2 separate regions of the Mus musculus genome follow, and region 2 is linked to region 1. Evidence: chromatin contacts called from public HiChIP or PLAC-seq data. All regions are on one chromosome and are shown on one strand. The core of a region is the stretch at or near the end of the contact, and the rest is flanking DNA. Distances in the headings are between cores, read along the strand shown. Region 1 holds the start of Gramd1a (GRAM domain containing 1A). Region 2 holds the start of Wtip (WT1-interacting protein).

The links. HiChIP or PLAC-seq counts read pairs in DNA pulled down with a chosen protein or histone mark.
Region 2: an H3K4me3 HiChIP or PLAC-seq map of stem cell-derived neural progenitor cells shows a contact between it and region 1, with 15 times the contacts expected there. The contact joins the promoter of Wtip here to the promoter of Gramd1a in region 1. A contact is called at or near these places in 1 of 39 promoter capture datasets (embryonic stem cells), 3 of 484 Hi-C or Micro-C datasets (all in embryonic stem cells), 7 of 115 datasets of contacts at active chromatin or transcription factors (embryonic forebrain, embryonic stem cells, large pre-B cells and 2 more) and 1 of 9 other capture datasets (embryonic stem cells).

The regions. Positions count from the first base shown.
Region 1 is chr7:31,146,660-31,152,610 of GRCm38.p6, reverse strand. Gramd1a (GRAM domain containing 1A) reads left to right here and starts at 1,440. Exons shown (of 19, transcript NM_027898.4): 1 at 1,440-1,715. The coding sequence starts at 1,708.
Region 2 is chr7:34,130,476-34,136,360 of GRCm38.p6, reverse strand. It overlaps Wtip (WT1-interacting protein), which reads left to right and starts at 3,093. Exons shown (of 8, transcript NM_207212.2): 1 at 3,093-3,872. The coding sequence starts at 3,302.

The DNA.
Region 1 (5,951 bases), core at 191-2,690:
TCTTATGGTGAGGACACAGATGGCCATTATACACTTTTATTTGAAATGAATATTCACTAAGTAAAAATGTAAAAATTTGTGCGGTTGGTGGTTCCTGCCTGTAATCCCAGCATTTAGGAGGCTGAGGCAAGTTCATAAATTCGAGCCCTGACTCAGCTACATACTGAGGTTTGAGGCCAGCCCAGGCTATATAATGATATCCAACCCACCCAAGCCCTCACCACCGAAGTAAATGTCTTTCTAAGAGTAAACAAGCTACGGACGTATAAAAAGAGCAACACAGAAAGATGGAAGGCAGCCATGCAAGAAGAGCGAGCTTCCTCCTGTGGAAGGGATAGCAGTGCAAAGGTCCTGAGGCCGGAGGCAGGTGGGATGAGCAGGGGGGTAGATTGACACCTGGGATAATCAACCAGGAGGCTAAGGAGGAACCAGTTAGACAGACAGGTGGAAGGGGCCCAATCAGGAGGGCTCTGGACACCAAGATGAGCACTTTTTTTTTTAAAACAAGGAATGAGGTGGAGCCAGGGTAGGGCTTGAAGCCAAGAGGCCTCTGGCCAGACTTGGCGATTCACAGGCTAGAGCTCTGGCTGTAAGTGGTAACAGAGCGGGATAGGAATGGAAACCAAACAAGGTGGGACTGGGCCTACTGTAGCTGGACAAGAGGCTGAAGGCCGAAGAGGGGTGGGGAGAAATCCCTGGGCTGGGTCCCAAAGCCAGAGGCTCGTTCACATTGTGTTCTCCAACAAGGACGACAACCACGCCTGGCTTGCAGAGGTGGGTGCAGGGCTGGCTGGCACAAGAACTCGTCCTACACTGCAATGTATGGTCATTTCCCGTCCTGAGGCTCGGCAGGCTTCCCAGTATCAAAAACGCTGATGAGCCCTGCCCCTGTGCTGTTCTGGGGGAAACCCCTTGCCTGGGAGCAGGGGGCTCCCCAGGCCTGAGGGACTTGCCCAAGCGCACACAGCACTGCTAGGAGCCGGGTGGGCTGGAATCTGACGTGGTCTGCACGATTAGGCTGGGGAAGTCTCCATACACACGCGCGCGCGGAAAAGTGAACGCTTCTAAGGCAGGAACTGAGGTTCTGAGGCTGGGTGGGGAGAACGGGAAGAGGCTTTCCACCCTCCAGCTGTGGTTCCCCGACCCCACCCCCAGACTTCCGCCCCAGGCCAGTTCTTCCCAGCATCAGCCTGTCACCCACCTCCATCCCACTTCTCAGAGACTCTTCTGGGTCCAGGGGAGAAGCCCAGGGTGTTTAAACTTGTTTGCTCATTTGTTTTGAAGACAAATTCTCACTCTGCATTCCAGTGGCCTGGAATTCATTATGTAGCCCAAGCTGGCCTCGAACTCATGCCAATCCTCCTGTCTCAGCCTCTGGGATGTGAGGCGTGCGCTATCACGCCCCGCCCAGGCTGCTCATTTTAAATAAAAATTTTCTTCTGTCTCCCAGCCGGACTCTTTCCCCAGCCATCCTAGGCCTAGGCCCGCGCTCGCGTCCATGTCCCCCTCCCGGCGGGGGCGGCGCCGTGACGCGCGGGGCGGGAGCAGGAAGGGGGTGTCGCTGACGCCGAGGCGGCCTCCGGCGGCTCCGGCCTTTTGTGCGGGTGGCAGGGTCCGGTGGAGGCGGCGGCCGAGGCAGGCGAGGCCCGGGAGGCCCATCTCAGAGCAGCCGGCCGGGTCCTGCCCTGCAGCCGGGGCGCCGCATCCATGTTCGAGTAAGCACCGGGCCTCGGGGTGGGAAGCGGGGACGGTGGTGCGATCGGGCTGCGGCAGAGGGCCGGAGCTGGGTTTCCAAGCTGGTGCATGTAGGAGCGACCCCGCTGGGGACCAGAAGGGGTACACGTGAGGGATTGCAACCTGGCGGCGAGACCCAAGATTGGGGCGTCACTACCGGCCTGGGACGCATATGGGCAGCGGGGAGCTCCTCTAGGCCCTGATCGTCCCCCTACGGGGAGCCCTGACCCAACACCCAGATGAAAGGGCCGCGAGCAGCCCCACCCCCCATCCCCATTACTGGGCAGGCCCCGCAGATCCTCCGGTCGGTGGTCCCCGTTTGTCGTGGGGGCTGGGGAAAAGGAGCTTCTTTGAGCCTGAGATCTCGGCGGGGTGGGGGTCGGGTGTGTTCTGCCCCCCTCCCGCCCCCGCCACTCCTGCCTGGTCACCTGTGCCTGCGGGTTTCCGTTTGTGATTGTGCTCAGCGTGGTGTGTGTGTGTGTGTGTGTGTATGTGTGTGTGTGTGTGTGTGTGTAACAGCTGGGATTCTTTGGGGCAATGTTGTGTGGCTGTCTGTATGTTATCTATCATCTTCTGTGTGATGGCTACCACCCAGGTCGAGTGCATCTGGTGCTCTTGGACCCACTGTGGTTGTGTGTGAGACGTGTCTCATTTTCTTTGTGGCACCGTGTGCAAATCACACATTCTGAGCTTGTGCCTCATTGTGACTTGTACAGCATTCCGCTTCAGTCTCTTGGCTGACTGTACCTATAATTCACCATGAATTACGTCTGTGAGTTACCTCCGTGAGCTCTCATTGTGATTTGAGTATGTGTGCATGTGGTTGGGGCTCAGCTGCTGTGCGCCTGACATCCACATTTGGATGTCTTTTGGTTCCGTGAACAAGTAGAAATTGCATGTGTCTACCGGTGACAGTGTGGTGTCACTGGGCCCTGTGGGTGGCTCACTTACCTCTGATTCCGTCTGTGGGAAAGTCCCAGTGTATCCAAATGTGGCATTGTTGCATGCCTTGGGTGTGTGTGGGAGATTGTCTCTGTCTCTCAGACCCTTTGTGGCTTTGTCTGTTGAAAGAGACAGAGACCCCTTGTGGTTTTCTCAGCTGAGAACCCTCCCTCCTGGGATGTTGGGTGTAAACTTAACTGCTTTGCAAAGCCTGCCCCTCCTCATGCTGACCCTTCAATATCTGGCAGTGCATTGTTCCCAAGCCCCCCTTGTCTATGGGAATGTCAGGGCTCTCTCACCTTGACAGCTGATAATTCCATTCCTCGACTCTTGAGAACTGGCCCTTGCTTTGTTTTCTCTGCCTGGTGAACACCCACCCTGCAGTTAGAGGGTCAGTCGGGATGTGTAGGTTGATATGATGACTTCCCATAGGAATGCATGTCTGGGTCACTGGGTCCCATGACTAGGTGCCGTGTGAATAGTTTTGTTGTGGGTTTCGCTGTTTGTTTTGCTCTTCAGTGTAAAACTTTCTCGTGGTTGTGTATAGGACGCTGATTTATGTGGACTTACTGTGTTTCTCTGATTCTGGGATGCTGTGCGACTGTAGCATATTTGTAGCGAGCGTGCATGTGTGTGTGTGTGTGTGTGTGTGTGTGTGTGTGTGTGTGTGTGTAAAACGTTCCTGGCAGTTGTGTATGAATTTGACACACTTACAATGCTGTGGTTGTTTATGCTTGTGACACTTCTGTACGTGTGAACGGCAGAGAGACAGGTGGGAGAGACTTCGTTCACCTGCAGGCCAGTTTGCCTGGGACCCTCTGTGTCCCCAGCCATCTTTCCCTTTCCCACACACCTGTGTGTGCTCTTGCCCCTCTGTGCTGAGGCCGATCCTGAGGCCCAGGACGCAGAGCATCTGCACAGTGAAAACGCCATTCTCTTCCGAGTCTCCGCCCCTTAACGGTCCTCCTCTCGCCACTCTGACCCCTCCCTTCACTCTCTCAGGACTGGCTGGCTGGCTGGCTGGCTGGCTGGCTGGCTGGCTGGCTTTGGCCACCCTAGGGCTCTGCTACCCGCCCTTGAGAACTTCCTCTTTGTCTCTTCCAAGAGCAAGAGGGATGAACTTGGCTTGTCTGTGCCTTCAGCCTGCCATTGAGTGGACCTGGGGCTTCAGAATCAATCAGGCCCGAATCTTAGCCCAGAGGTGAGAAGAGACCACAGGAACCCCCGGGGCCTTCTGCTCTCTAGAAACGTGCAGGGTGGCCCAGGGTCCTCAGTTCTGCTGGTCGCTTGCTGTTCTCAGACCTGCCAGCCTCCTTCCTGGCCCTGAACTTGACGCTTTGAGAGAGTCCAGCACTGTCTCCCCCACATTTCGCCAGCTCTGTTCTTTGTCCCCAGCCCTTGGCCTCAGTAAGCCTGGCCCAGCTAAGCCCTTTGCAGTCAGTCTGGCTCACTTAAGAAACCCTCTCTGCTCCTAATTATTCTGTCAGAATTCAATGTGCATCAGATTTTAAGTTGAGGTTTCTGATGCCGGTGGGGGTGGAGATTTACATTTGAGTTTTGTTTCTCTTTTGTTTTGTGGCAGTCCTGGTGATGGACTCCAAGGCTTTGTACATGCAAGGCATATCCTCCAGATTCTGTTGGGCGGATTCTACTGATTCACATGCCCAGCTCCTTATTGGTGATAGCTACTGGTGAGCCACGCCCCCAGGCCCTCACCACTAGGTTCAGGGCCCTTTAGCTACACATTCACAACTCTGGAGTCCTTAAGACAGACTCTTGCTATGCAGCCTATGCTGGTCTCAAACTCTGTGATCCTCCTGCCTCAGCCCTGGAATACTGAATTAACAGGAGTGCCTCACCGCCTCTGGATGGAATCTGTTTCAAACAGGTTCCTGGTCCGGTTGGTGGAGTGTTCTGGGGGAGGGGGGGAGGGGCTGTGCTAACCTTTACAGCAAAGGCAAATGTCAGATGTCAGAGGCCATTATTTTCATTTCTGTGGGGTTTTGTGTGTGTGTGTGTGTGTGTGTGTGTGTGTGTGTGTGTGTGGTGATCTGGCTCCCTGGTTAGTGCAGCCAGGTAGTTGGGACCTGCTGCTTACAGTGTCCCCACTGTGTTCTGTGTATGTTTAGACAGCAACAGGAAGGTCTAGGGCACCAGCCGAGGTCCCTCCAGAGTCAGCATAGCTTCTTGATCAGTTCCATGAAGGTTGGTGGCAGAGGTGTCCCTTTTATTTCTGAAGTTGTGCCCAGGGGAAGCTGTCATACATTGCTTCTTCGTCCCTTTGCCTTACATATCATTTCTTCTCCACGCAGCCTGAGGAGGTAAGAAAACCAGGTGAAAGTGAGGCTGGGGAAGGTGTAGACGCGGCCCTGTGGCTCTGAGGCTGCAAGCCTTTAGGTCCTTTGAATCCAGGCTCTGGAGGGAGCAAGCAAGCCTGGTCACTTTGCTCATGCCATGGTGGTGCCTACTCATGGGCACCTACTAGGCGAAGGGGAGAATGATGGGGAGCCAGGAGGACAGCATGCTCCTGGTAGATGCTCTGAGGGCAAGAAGGTGAGGGGCATCGGCAGAGGGCTGTGATTTCAAATGGGACGTGGAGACATGTCTGCCAAGCATGGCGGGGCTCTGGGGGAGTTAGTTCTGCCTACATCTAGTGAGAGAAGGGCATATGGATAAAGGGGAGAATGAAGGCAGGAGCTAGAGAAGAGGGAGTTCCCATGATGAGGGCCAGGGAAGGGTTGAAGGCTTTCCTGGGATAAGTAGGGTGGCCTGACAGCCAGGAAGTCTCAGCTCAGTGTGGGAATAGGCTTTCTCGGGCTGAAAGTTGGGACAGACTGAGTTCAGACACCAGAGCATGGTGACCATGGAGAGCCGTAGTGACCCAGGCCACTGTTGATATCCTTTTATTTAGTCATATCATTTATACAATGACTTTATAAGAATCACATGACTTCCTCTCTCGCACCCCATCAAAGCAGGGCTGCAGCAGAGCAGGAACTAAGACACCCCTCTAACATGTCCCCAGAAACCCATAGAGCTGCTCACTGGGGTGACTGCGGCACCAGCAGGGTATCGGAACCCGCAGAAGGCAGAGAGGTGCACTAAAGTCTTGAAGTGTTGTATAATATTTGCAAGGGCCAGGCATGTTCCTGTGGCCTGTAAGTGACTTCTTGATGTGACTGCAGAAGCAACACAAGCCAGGCATGATGGCACAGGGCTGTTCTACCTCAGAATGCTGAGGCAGGACAACCAAAAGTTCAGTCCCAGTCTAGACT
Region 2 (5,885 bases), core at 1,844-4,343, 3.0 Mb before region 1:
GAGGCCAGCCTGGGCTGAAAAGAAAGAGGAAGGGAGGGAGGGAGGGAGAGAGAGAGGGAGGGAGGAAAAAAGAAAATCAACCAAGTAGAACTGTAGGCCCCTAGTTCTGTTTAGTTATATTCCGAACACAATTACTGTTCCAAAAAAAAAAAAAAAAAGTGTTGCTAGGAGCCTGGCGGTGGTGGCCCACACCTTCAATCCCAGCACTTGGGAGGCAGAGGCAGGCGAATTTCTGAGTTCGAGGCCAGCCTGGCCTACAGAGTGAGCTCCAGGACAGCCAAGGCTACACAGAGAAACCCTGTCTCGAACAACCAATATATATTTAAAAGCAGTACTTTTAACTGCTGAGCCAGCTCTCCAACCCCATAAAATAACTTCTGTTCTTATGAAGACACATCAAAGGGAGGAGACGGAGAAGACGTAAACTAGTAGAAACTATTTGTAAAAAATGGTATACTGGTAGTGAAAATATGTAACAAACTCTTATAAGTCATTAGAATAAAATAATTACTGTAGGTGTGAGTCACCGTGACGCACTTGGTTTCTGTAAATAATGTGTACACTCTCACACTAGCTCATTTGTGGTACTGAGGGGTCCAACTAGGCTTTCACATCTATCTGTCATATCTATCTATCTATCTATCTATCTATCTATCTATCTATCTATCTATCTATCTATCTGGTGTGACCAGATGATGACTACAACTTTTAGTGGAGGGGTTCTCCTATCTTATGAGTCCCACAGATGGAACTGCGGTCATCAGGTTTGGTGGCAAGTGCCTTTTCCCCAAACCATCTCCCTGACCCCCAGCTCCTTTTATGATTTTTTTTTTTTTTTTGAGATAGAGTCCCACTACATTGATCAGACTGACTTGGAATTTGTTCTGGAGCTCAGGCAAGCCTTGAATGTGTGTTCCTTTTGCTTCAGTCTTCCAGCTGGCCTCCGTTTCTCCAGTGCTAGGACGTGAAGCATGCAGATTCATCAGTAAACAACGGATGCCATTTCATAGAAGTTGCGTCTTCTACTATCCCATATTTGGTCATTTTAGGTTGCTTTACTTTTAGGTTTTCTTATTTCTAGAGAAATGGATTTTAGTTGACCCTGGACACTAATGTATCATTTGAATTCTGAAGGTTCTAACTGTGAAAGCTGGACTGAAACATTTACTTGTTTTTATTGGGAGGTGGTGGCAGTTCTTGCTATGCAGCCCAGGCTGGCTTCAAAAGTGATCCTCCTGCTTCAGCCTCCTGATTATAGCCTGGGACAATCATAACCTAGAATAGATGTTTTGAAAGAAATTTCTGCTTATAATTTTATGGTAGTTCAGTAATCTGTGTGTGCACGTTCACATGTGGATGTGCTTGTATACACACAGTGTGTGTATATGGAAGTCTGAGAAGAACTTTGCAGTCTACTCCTGGTGTGTGTGGGTCCAGGGAATGTAATGTGGGTGGTCAGGCATATCAACCAGCCCTGATTTGTGTGTATGTGGCGGCGGTCAGAAGACAACTTTAAGGACCTGGTTCTCTCCTTCTACTGTGGGTTCTGAGGATTGAACTAAATAAGGCATTAGGTATATGTATACAAGTGGTTTTTACCTTCTGGAGGCTTTTCACTGGCCCCCAACATTTTCACTTTTAAATGGCTGATAAATGTGATCAGTGAAATGGGATCACCGGTCAAATGGTTTCTCCTTTCTCATTGGACCATGAGGTGGCTCTCCTGACTGGACATTTGTTCCTCAAATACTTGCTTCCACACCTTGTGTGCATAAGGCAGAGCTGGAATTCCTTAGGTCCTAGGAGGTGCATGTGTGTGTGGGGAGGTTGGAGGGCGGGTTGGGGGGGATGGGCCAGACACTACAGTTTCCCTTCCATCTGGGAAGCAGGTGTCCCAGCTGGCTCTTTGCACAGTGAAGGCCAGGCTTCTGTGCATCTGGGTAGGTCAGTCTGCTGCCAACAAGCTCCCTTCCCCTGGTACTGGGGCATGTTACCATCCCCCTCTGAGAAAAGGGAGTCTGGAAGTGAAGGGCTTTCCTTTAAAACTGTTTTCCTGATTACTGGGACACAACACATGAGGTTTGGTTTTCTTTCCCATGACAGCTCTTGCAGGGTAAGACAGATTTTTGTTTGTTTGTGGGTTTGGGGTAAGATACAATATGGGAGTCTCACGTTCAGCCTGCTTCCTTCTACCAGGGTAACTAACACGGAGAAAAGGAAACAACTGGATTTTCCAAGGCCTAGTGGATACTGGTTCTAAATTGACAATAATTCTGAGAGTCCCCTCACATCGGAAAAAACAAACAAACAAACAAACAAACAAACAAAAAACCCTTAGACTCATTATGGCTCTCCAATTAAAGTAGGGATGCCAGTTGATAAACAGGCTTGTTTTGCTTGCTTGTACATCATGCACGACGTTCATGCCTAGCAGTGGAAGAGGTGGTCAGATTTCTTCGAACTGGAGTTAAGGAGAGTTGTGAACCATCGTGTGGATGCTGAGAACTGAATTTGGGTCCCCTGCAAGAGCAACAAACTCTCCTAACCTCTGAGCCATGGCTCCAGCCTAAAAGAATTTTGGTGGAAGTCACACTTACAATGGGTCCCGGAACTCATCCCGTGATTCTTTTCTAAGTCCCAGAATGTGTAATTGGGACGGTTATACCTAGACTTTGCTAGAATCCTTACACTGTGTTTTGAAACTGCCAGAATTCCCACGTTGGTGTCACATCCATGTGGCACAAAGCAGGCAGCATCAGGCTGTGTTCCTTTAGCAGAGGGCCAGGGAGGAATATGGGGAGGGAGGATGTGGGCTCGGGGCTCAGCCTGGGGGTGGGGGGGGAATCTGGAATGTGCCCTGAGGCCTCGGGGTGGACCAGAGCCTGGGCCACCGCTGTCCCGCCCGCGTCCTCGCGAAGTCTGCGCACCCCTCGGCCGGGCCGTCGCCGCCCCCCCCCACATTCCAGAGGCCGCTGCGCAGTCTCCTTCCTCACATTCCTGACGGGGCAAAGGAGTCCCTCCGTCCCCCCGCCCCCTGCGCGCGGTCTCGAAGCGGAGGGGGCGCGGCCCCGAGCTGCGCGCGCATTCCTCCGCCGCGCGCCTCCGTTCCTCCCTCCCTCCCCGCCACGGCCCCGCGCGAGAGTGCGGCCCACGCCGAGCGACCGCGACCCGGGCCCCGCCCCGCCCCGCGCCCAGGGGTCCCGGGGCGGGCTGCGGGCCGGCGGACGATGCGGCGGCGCTGCCGGAGCGGCGGCGGCGGGCGGCGGAGGCGGAGGTGACGCGCCGCGGCGGGCCGACGGCCATGCAGCGCTCGCGGACGGCCGCGGACGACGCGGCTCTGCTCCTGGCCGGGCTGGGCCTGCGCGAGTCGGAGCCGACCGCCGGCTCCCCAGGGCGCGTGCGGCGCGGGCCGAGGGCCGTGGACGAGGCGGCGCCAGCGTCGGGCCGCCGAGGCAAGGGTGGCTGCGGCGGCCCCGAGGCCGCGCCCGACGTCCCGAGCCGCCCCGAGCGAGGCCCGCGCGCCAGCCTCGCGGGCTCGGACGGCGGCAGCGCGCGCTCGAGCGGTATCAGCCTGGGCTATGACCAGCGCCACGGCCCCGGCCCCGGGCCGCCGTCGGGGGGCAGCGCGCGCTCCAGCGTGTCCAGCCTGGGTTCCCGTGGCTCAGCGGGCGCCTGTGCAGACCTGCTGCCGCCCGGCGTCGGCCCGGCGCCCGCCCGCTCTCCGGAGCCTGCCCAGTTCCCCTTCCCGTTGCCGTCGCTGCCGCTGCCCCCGGGCCGGGAGGGCGGCCCGAGTGCGGCCGAGCGGCGGCTGGAGGCGCTCACGCGGGAACTGGAGCGCGCGCTCGAGGCGCGCACGGCGCGAGACTACTTTGGTGAGCGTGCGCGGGCCAGGGTCTGGGTCGGGGGTCCCGGGGTTCTGGTAAGGGCTGTTCTCCAGCCACGGATGCGGAGATGCCCGGCGCTTCCTGACTTGAGGCGGGGGTGGGGTGGGGGTGGGTGAGGGGTGGGATCCAGACAAAATCAGGCTGATTGACAGCCTAACCTGTTTTCTGGACACTTAAAAAAATGATTATTTACTTAGAGACAAGGTTTCACTCTGTAGCTTAGACTGGCCTGTCTTCCTGCCCCCGACTCTGAAGTTCTAGGAGTAGAGACATATGGACTCTGCAAAAGATTCAGTTAGGTGTATATTGAAAGTACCTCGGGAGGTCAGAAGGTGTCAGATTCCTGGAACTGGAGTCTGGTTGTGAGCAGTATTGGGAACTGAGTCTTCTCCGTTGAGAAGTTGAGTCTTCTGCAAGAGCACCAAGCTCTTACTGCTGACCCATTCTTAAGCTCCTTTGCTGGGCATTCTTCTTCATCCCTAGTATTGCCCCTAATAAAGTTTGATGAAGAGCAGAACGGAAGCGTCTCCCCTTCCAACTGAGGCATGGATAGGGGCAGAAAGATGGGGTTCCCCGGGTACCCCTGAACCTGTGTGACTGAGACTTCAGTGCTGGTAGAGGCTGTAGGTGGAACTGTGTGAGGCTACAGGACCAAGGCAAGCATTCAAGGCTTCTCTGGGCTAGGTCTTATAAACAGGATATTTCCTACAAGAATACCGAGCTAGGGGGGTAGCTCTGTGATAGAGCACTTGCCTATCACTGCCCTAGGTTTGTTTTCCAGCAAGGCAAAGCAAATAAACAAAACCACAAACCAGCCTTACATCTGGTTACACATAGATAGAAAAAATACAAAGAAAAATACGCGTTCAGACGTCACCCTTTAGCTTGGCATGGTTGGTACAGACCTGTGATGCCAGCACTGGGGGTTCAGGAACAGTAGGATAGTTTAAAGCCAGCCTCGTCTACATGTAGTTCCCAAACAGTCAAGGCTACAAAGTCAGACTGTGCTTCAAAAAGTGGCAACAGAAAATAGACTTTATATCATTAAATACCAAAGAAAGGGACTCTGACTCATAACAGCCCTGGTAAAGAAATCACATGCATTAGCAAGGCCCCAAAGTCTCTGATGGCTTTTCTTGGCACAACAGTTAGGTGAGTCAGGTACAGGGAGTGAAGCTGGCTTGGGGATGTGTATGGTTAGCAAGCCTGGGACAGGGCTGGCTGAGTCTGAGCTGTCTCACATTCAGTAGAGCTAGCAGCTCCACGATGCTTTGAAGTAGATCTTAGGGGAGTAGACCTTAGCAGGTCGTGTGGGTGTTTTCCAGGGTGGAGGAAGAAAGTGAGGGTATGAGAAGGTTGTAGCCCAGGATGGTCAAGGGCATGCACGGGCTAGAGTGGTTTGGCTTTGGAATGAGATGCTTGATCTGATGACGTGAGAAGTCAGGATGGGGAATCTGTGGTTTAGCCGAGGTGATGGCTGCTGTAAATGGCCTGGGAGTAGGAGGTGAGTGAAAAACTGACCTTCTGCCAGGAGCCAAATTGAGACATTTCAGCCGGATACTCTCTGTGCTCTTGGTTGAGCATCTGATCATCTTCTGGCCCGTGCACACTTAGAGGCTCAGCATTGGTCTGTCTGTTGGCCCCTGTGGCCACTCTCAAGTCTGCGTATTATGCTGGGTATTTAATGTGAGGGTAAAGACACTATAGCCCAAAACTGCTGGAGGTGAGGATCCTTTCTAAAGAGCACCGAGGGCTCAGCTTTAGCCCTGTTAGCCACACAGGAGACTGCGCTGGCTGATTATAGAGGTTTCCCTCTCTGAATAAGCTCTCATCTAGTGCAAGCTGCTCCAGAATGTGCTCCGGAGCTCAGGACAGCCTTTCCCAAGCCTAAACCCCAAGCATTGGGATTGCAGGTGTGCACAGCACAATCAGCTAGATTATGGGGTGATGAGGATGGAACCTTGGCCTTCATGCATGCAAGGCAAGTACTCAGGCAAATGA